2 separate regions of the Gossypium hirsutum genome follow, and region 1 is linked to region 2. Evidence: chromatin contacts called from public Hi-C data. All regions are on one chromosome and are shown on one strand. Each heading gives the region's core, a stretch centred on a gene start, on an enhancer-like site or on the middle of the called end of the contact. The rest is flanking DNA. Distances are from core to core; before and after follow the strand shown.

Region 1 (3,533 bases), core at 492-2,991, 170 kb before region 2:
TGTTACCATTTGCTTATGTATTCCATCGGCTATGTGTAAAGACAAGCAATGTAGGAATCGTTGGAATGTAGATTCTTTTTCCCTGTATATACTTATTTTATTCTTCTGAAATCCAGGATTTGTGAACTTTCACGGTATGTTGTTATGGACAACTTATTTGGATTATAAATGGCCATTGCTTAAAATACTACTTTGCTAATTGCAATGAAGTTGCAGTGAGTGTTAGAAGGACCTTTGCATTTTGGTGAAAATCTGCGCACTAGTATTATGGAATTTCGATAAGAACAAGTATCAAAACTTGTTATCTGAGGAAATTTCTCAAAACCAACATAGAATTGAAAGGGACATGTATTGTACAATAGTTCTTCGCAGAACACACGGCTCACCATGAACCTACTTTGGTTATTGGAACCCGAATTTGACATCTACCATTACTCTTATTCGATTGCGGAAAAGAGTTAGGAGAAAAATCCCGGTGTGTCAAATGGGAAATTCGGGTCCAACTCCACTTGGTCGAGCGAAAAATCCAAGTCCATAATTGGAGAATTGGTGGCCGAAGTGTTGGCTGAAACCAACTCGGTGAGATCAGATTTAGAATGCTGTGTGTTGAGCACCCCTTGGAAGTTGTTCATCTGGGAAACTGAAAAGTAGTTTAATTCTGGTGTATCGGGAGACATGAACGGCGATGAAAAGCTGCCGAAGATATTGTAGTAATCAAGTACTCCTGAAGGTGAAAAGCTATGGTTTTCGCTCTTTATACACCCAAATGATGTTGAAGCAAAAGAGAATGGGGGTGCCATCTCTTTATTGTCTAAGCCCTCAGTATTGACTCTTAGGCCTGCTCGAAACTCTGAGAGGGTATCTTGTGATTGCAATGGTTGGTAATTGGTATTATTAAGGCCGTTTGAGTTTGATTTATGTTGTTTTTCTGGGGATGGAACTGCGGGGTTGCCATTTGCACATGTATGAGTTCCTCTGTATGTGACCTCAAAGAGGATGGGATCTTCATCTGATCTCTGCACTTGCTTTGTAGCCCAGCAGTTTTGGGTGTTTCGATAGGTGCATCTGTAATAGCTTCTGCAAAAGTAAACATTCTATCATCAGGGTTTTGACTAATACAAAAGTCCAGCATTTTACAAGGGAAAAGGGTCATTCACCTAGGATATTTGGCTCCAAGGATATCCTTTTGCCCGTATTTTCTCCAACTGTAGCCATCATCATGAGGACCTTCCAGCAGGTTTTCAGAGCTCACTCTCACCTGATCCGTCCACCTAGGCATCATCTTTCTGCAAAACACAGTTCCAGGAATCATTTAGCATACTCAAATTTACAACTTCCAAAATTTGCAATAACATTCAAGAATTATTAACTTGTAGCTTGCAAATTCACCTCTTCTTTGAGACATCTCTGATATCCTGGTTATCCTTTTCTAAATCATCACTCCTGGGGCTGCCGTTGATGGTTAGAGGAGACTCTGGCACACAAGTTTTTCCTCCTACATTTTGTTGTGGCTGTTCCGTAGGCCTGCTCAGTTTCAAAATCAGAAGAGCTTTTTCATAGGAAGATAAGATCTTCTGTAGTAGCAAGTCCCTGGATTCAACAGAAGATGATGGTGCACCCAAATGCAACCTTAGCTGTTTTGCTAATTGCATTCCTTGAATCAGCTCGCTCACCAGTGTCCCCTGCTCCCACTTCCACATGTTCTCCATTTTTTTTTCCCCCTTTCTTCTTTCCTTCAACTGTAAGAAAATAGAGAGGGATTCCTTGTTTGGAACTTGGAAATACTAATTCATGACCTGCTATAGACCGGGTAAATTTGGTTATGAAGAAGAAAAAACTTTTCCAAGGATCACAAGCAGAAGCAGCCAAAGGGATTGAAATAGCCTAAATGGTGAAGAGCAAGAAGCAACAACCATGGAATTTGGCCTGAATGTTAAGTTTTGATTAAGTAACTAAAAGCTGGAAAATGTTTGAACTTGTCTATGCTGAGGTTTAAGCAAAGAGGGAGTAGGAGAGTGAAAGGTTTTGGGTTTGAATAAGAAATTGAAACTCTGGGGCTTTTAAAGGAACTTCATTGGAGTTTTGGGATTAGAAAAAATGGTTGTTGGAATAGAAAGTTTGAAGTTTGACCAAAAGAAACCGAGTTTTTCAGCATAGACAAGTCTTTGGTCATGATAAACTAGAAGTAAGATTAGTGGACTGAAGAGTGAGGTGAGGTCAAAACTCCAATTGCTGACCAAGTCTCCCTTCAATTTTACATCTAAAATATCCCAAGTGTAGTTAGGATCACAAATGGTTATAAACCAAGATGAGTTTAATAATAAAAATATATCCAAATCTAAACTAAAATAAATTTAATAAGATTAAAATTAATTATAGGATATGTTTATATTCAAAAATTATATTTAAATTAATTAATAAAATCATAATTATATCTAAGGTTAGTATTTGGTAGTGAACTTTTTTTGTATTCAGTAAGCGCAGTTTTAAAAAAAAATTTCTTGTGTTTTTTTAATATTTTAATATATTTTTATAGAACATTTGTGAACCTTTGATTGTGAAGTTTAAAAACTCTTGTACCAAATAATTTTCATTATATTTATGCTAAATTATAATTATAATTATTAAACTTATATTTATATTAAAAGTTAAATCATTAAAAATATTTATATAATAGTTATACTAAATAATAATATATATAATGAAATAATATTATATAAAATAATAATTAAATTAAATTTATATAAAAAGTAAATTGAAAAATACAATAATGAATAGAAGGTGATAAAACAATAATTATCTCACTTAACTGCAATCGTTGGAGCTAAAAGCTCCAGCCAAAATTTTTACCAGCAGTGAGACAGTCTCATTGGACTGGTGGTACGCCAAACATCATCAAAAATAGGTGCGTTCCAATGAAAACAGAAAACCTTCAAAAGTCAACGCACCAGAGCCAAAAGCTATGCCAGAGGAAGCAGACTTATTTAATTTAAATTCTGATATTTGTCCATGTATATATGTCTATACTTTAATTTAAATCCTTATATTTTGTAAATTTTAAAATTTCAATCCTTACTAAATTATAATTGTTAAATTTATTTAGTTAACATCTTTTATTTTCAAAATCTGATACGGCAAACATAGTGCCAATATGTATAGTGGCATGTTAACATGCTATTTTCACATATTACTCATTAAAAATATAATATTAAGGGATTAATGATTTTCATTTGTGTCAAGACCAAAATTTTTTAAATTTGAAAAGTATTAGAACTTAGAATAATTCAATTGGAGAATATAGATCAAATCTACAATTGTATGCATAGTACATAACTGATAATTGAATTTAACCAAAAAAAATTAACTACTATTGTTCGGGTCATGACTAAAATTGACTATTTTAAAAAATATGGGAATTAAATTTAATCAAATTAAAATATAAAATCCATAACTTAAAAAAATTATAAAAATTAATAGTAAAATTTAACCATGGATAAAATGAAAATAAAAAAAAAATCACGATCTCAATTATG
Region 2 (3,502 bases), core at 393-2,892:
TTATTAGAATCATTTGGTAATGAGATGTTATAAAATTGTGAGATTTAATGGTTGATATGAATTTTAAGGCTAATTTACTAGTCGACTAAAGGAGAAATGAGTTTGTTGATGGTTGCGTATACGAAATTTTGGCATATGCTCAAGATATGTAATGTAGTAATATGTGAAATTAATATGAAGAGATTTATGATTGTTATTAGTGTTGATTTTGGCATAATGTGGATTATTCAAGGTTGAAATGATTTAATGGATAAATTGAGTATATGAATGAGTTTGTATCGAGTCTTATAGGCTCTATTTATTATGAATACAATATTTCGAGGATAGGTTGTAAAGAATTATAAAAGCACGTTAATAATATAAAAAGTTTTAATTCGGATGAAATTTTGTAACTCGGTTTAATACGTATACAAGTGTATGTGTTTTAGTAATGCCTCATACTCTATTCCGACATCGAATACGGGTAAGGGGTGTTACACTAGTGGCAATGGAATGGTCAGAACAATTACCATTTGTTTATAAGATAATAATTAATTCACTAATAATGAACTCTTTTTTTTCTTATTTCATAAATAATTTTAAAAAATTATCATATATTTTTTAATATTTTATCATACACATACTATTTGTGGAGTGTGAAAACTATAGCATCAAATATTCATGGTTTAAATTTTTGTCCAATGTGAAATCAGAGTTTGGAACAATGATTCAATTCCACATTACACACAATACAATACAAACAGGGCCAACCCTTATTTAAAGATTAATCAGACGTGCCAACCCAACACGGCTTAAATTTTTGTCAAGGAAGAAAAATAGGTTTAAATTTATATTTTTGTTGTACTTTATTTATATATTTGTATTATTATTTAAATTCTTAATTAAATTAATGCCACACCAATTCAATTAAAAGAACTATTAAAATATTTTTTCATATTTAAAATTAATTATATTATTATAAAAATATTTTTGTCTTATTTATATTTTAAATAAAATCAATAAACATTTTATATATAGTGAGATTCAAACCATTGTCACCCGCACTTATAAAATCTTAATTTTTCACATTGATTTAAACCACCTCAATTAAAATTTTGTTTTGATAACATTGTACATTTTAATTTTATTACACAGTTTTTCACTCGAGTATTACTTAGATTTTTCATCTAAATTATTTTTAATTTCGTACATACTACATATTTATTATTATCAAGTATTATTTTTAAACACAAAATAATATTTCACAAGTCTACTTTAAAAAGAAGCTTCTGGAGCAGATTTGTCAAACCCAAAACTTGTCCCATACGACACCAAACCAAAATCCCAAAAGTCAGATTTGCCCAGTTTTCAAATTTCTAATAGGTTCGCTATTGCTACTTAATTAGTATTCATTAATCCAAATTATAAAATTAAAATAATATATTCATATTAATAATTTCATTTGATACTAATAAAATTATAACATATTAATTTATCAGTAATAATTAAATATGTACTGTGTCCAAAGCCACGTGTTGGGTCACCCCTATTGACCCGTTCCGGCACCACCTCCTGTTTCCAAGTCAAAACCACCGGTCCTGACACAGCCCCTTTTATTAATCCATATTTCATGCCTTCACCAAAAATCCCTTTTAGACAAAAATGGCTAGACTCGCTTTTCTCTTCACCCTTACTTTCCTCCTCTTCACCTTCTCTCACGCCCGCTTCATCACATCTGAATCCCAACATGATGTCACCCCCGAAAAATCCGAATCCGAATCCGACCCCGAATCCGCCATCCTTCTCCCCAGCGAGAAACCCCACTTTGAACCCCCCAAATTACTCGACTTCAAGCACGATGATGATGCCTCCGGCGTCGCCTCCGTTCCTTTGACCAGGATCAGTTTTAACCCTGTCAACCGCCACTTCCCAAGGCGTCCCTTGAATCCGTTCCGTCACAAGCACAACTGCCGTTTCCATAAACGCTTCAGGCTTTTGAATCCACGCTTCCATCAGAAGCGCTTCATTTCTTACGGCAACGATATGATACTGTCCAACGAGAGAAGTTTTGACCCAGAGTCACGCGGTGTTGTTCGCCAGATCGAGGCCAGTTGGGGCAGTTTTGACGATGATGGCACCGAGTCTAAGCATCATGTAGGTTTTATGAAGCCAGACCACCATGACCACGAACACCATGATGAAGACCATGACCACGAGCACCATGATGAAGACCATGACCAGGAGCACCATGATGAAGACCATGACCACGAGCACCATGATGAAGAGGATCATGAGGAAGAGCATCACCACCACCACCACCACCACCACCACCACCACCACCACCGCCATCATCACCATGGAGAGGAAGAAAGGGATGAGACAGAGGAGCACGAGGGCGGGTTCATGGAGAAGTTCCGGAAGTATTTTATTCATTTTTGAATATACCCTGCACGTTTTCTAAAATGATCATAGTGATCTAGTGTTGCATCTATCTATATGTTTATTTGGGTAATTTTCACTTTCTAGTCACCAGCCCTTAGGGTATGCGTGCATATTACTATTTAGTGTGCCTTACTATGGGTTGTAAATAAGATTGCACTCGTTTGAGATGAACCATATGATGTTCCTTGTATTATAGTAACTGCGCTGTGAGATTTCATATTGCCAGATCACTGGTTTAGTTGTTCTGTTTTTCATGAATTTTTTTACTTGTTGCAATGGAAAGGTTTAACGTGAATATTAAAGAAAAAAAAAAGAGACATAAAAGGGTTAAAATCAGAGTAGAAAACTATATTTTATAACATGAATCTTAGGAATGGCTGGCGCATGAACCACTCTGTTCTACGCTGGTGAGTTCAGCGCATGGCCGTGGGCTAACCTCGATTGCAGCCCCCCTTATGGCATTGCAGTTCCAGGAAGGAGGTCTTGGTCCAGTCGTGCCCTGGAGGGTAACGTTTGAAAGACAGATGCCGGTGAAAGTGGCATTCTCGATGCCATGCATCCAACCTGCTCGCTGGACATTCACACCCCAAATGTTCTTTAACATAAGGTCCTTGACATATGGGAGGGCGTTTGGGTTAAAATTGTTATCAGGGTGGTCGCCGGTGTCACCTGCTACTTTTATACCTGTTCTAACGTTTTCCATGAACAGTTCAGACACTGTGATGTTCTTTATAACCCCTCCCCTGCCGATGTTAGTCTTGATGTGAACACCAACTCCGGAGTTGTAAAGATTTATGTTCTCGGCCAACACATTCTCCACTCCTCCAGATGTTTCACTTCCCACTGCAACTCCAGCAAATGGGGTTGAACCTGTTACTCGCCGAACAGTGATGTAAGAACTGGGGCGTCCATAAGCAATCCCGTATTCATCCCATCCACTCTTCACTGCCACAAGGTCATCCCCGGTAGAAATGAACGAGTCTTCTATGCAGACATTGGAGCTTGAATCTGTACCAATGAGGCATTTAAGTATAATAATTAAAATCTCCAAGAAATTTCTCCATTCAAATAAACAGAAGAA

What was found. A called contact is a pair of places that touch in the nucleus more often than the background predicts.
Region 1: a Hi-C map of leaf shows a contact between it and region 2, with 2.6 times the contacts expected there. The contact joins the promoter of LOC107909973 here to the promoter of LOC107909940 in region 2. A contact is called at or near these places in 6 of 34 Hi-C or Micro-C datasets (callus, leaf and petal).

What each region holds. Positions count from the first base shown.
Region 1 is chrD08:42,952,416-42,955,948 of Gossypium_hirsutum_v2.1, reverse strand. It overlaps LOC107909973 (probable WRKY transcription factor 41), which reads right to left and starts at 1,741. Exons shown (of 3, transcript NM_001327029.1): 1 at 1,390-1,741; 2 at 1,158-1,286; 3 at 411-1,077. The coding sequence starts at 1,709. The coding sequence ends at 459. It overlaps LOC107909980, which reads left to right. Exons shown (of 3, transcript XM_016837711.2): 3 at 1-137.
Region 2 is chrD08:42,781,622-42,785,123 of Gossypium_hirsutum_v2.1, reverse strand. It overlaps LOC107909940 (sarcoplasmic reticulum histidine-rich calcium-binding protein), which reads left to right and starts at 1,642. Exons shown (of 1, transcript XM_016837653.2): 1 at 1,642-2,646. The coding sequence starts at 1,642. The coding sequence ends at 2,418. LOC107909932 (probable polygalacturonase) reads right to left here. Exons shown (of 5, transcript XM_016837645.2): 5 at 1,405-3,429. The coding sequence ends at 2,789.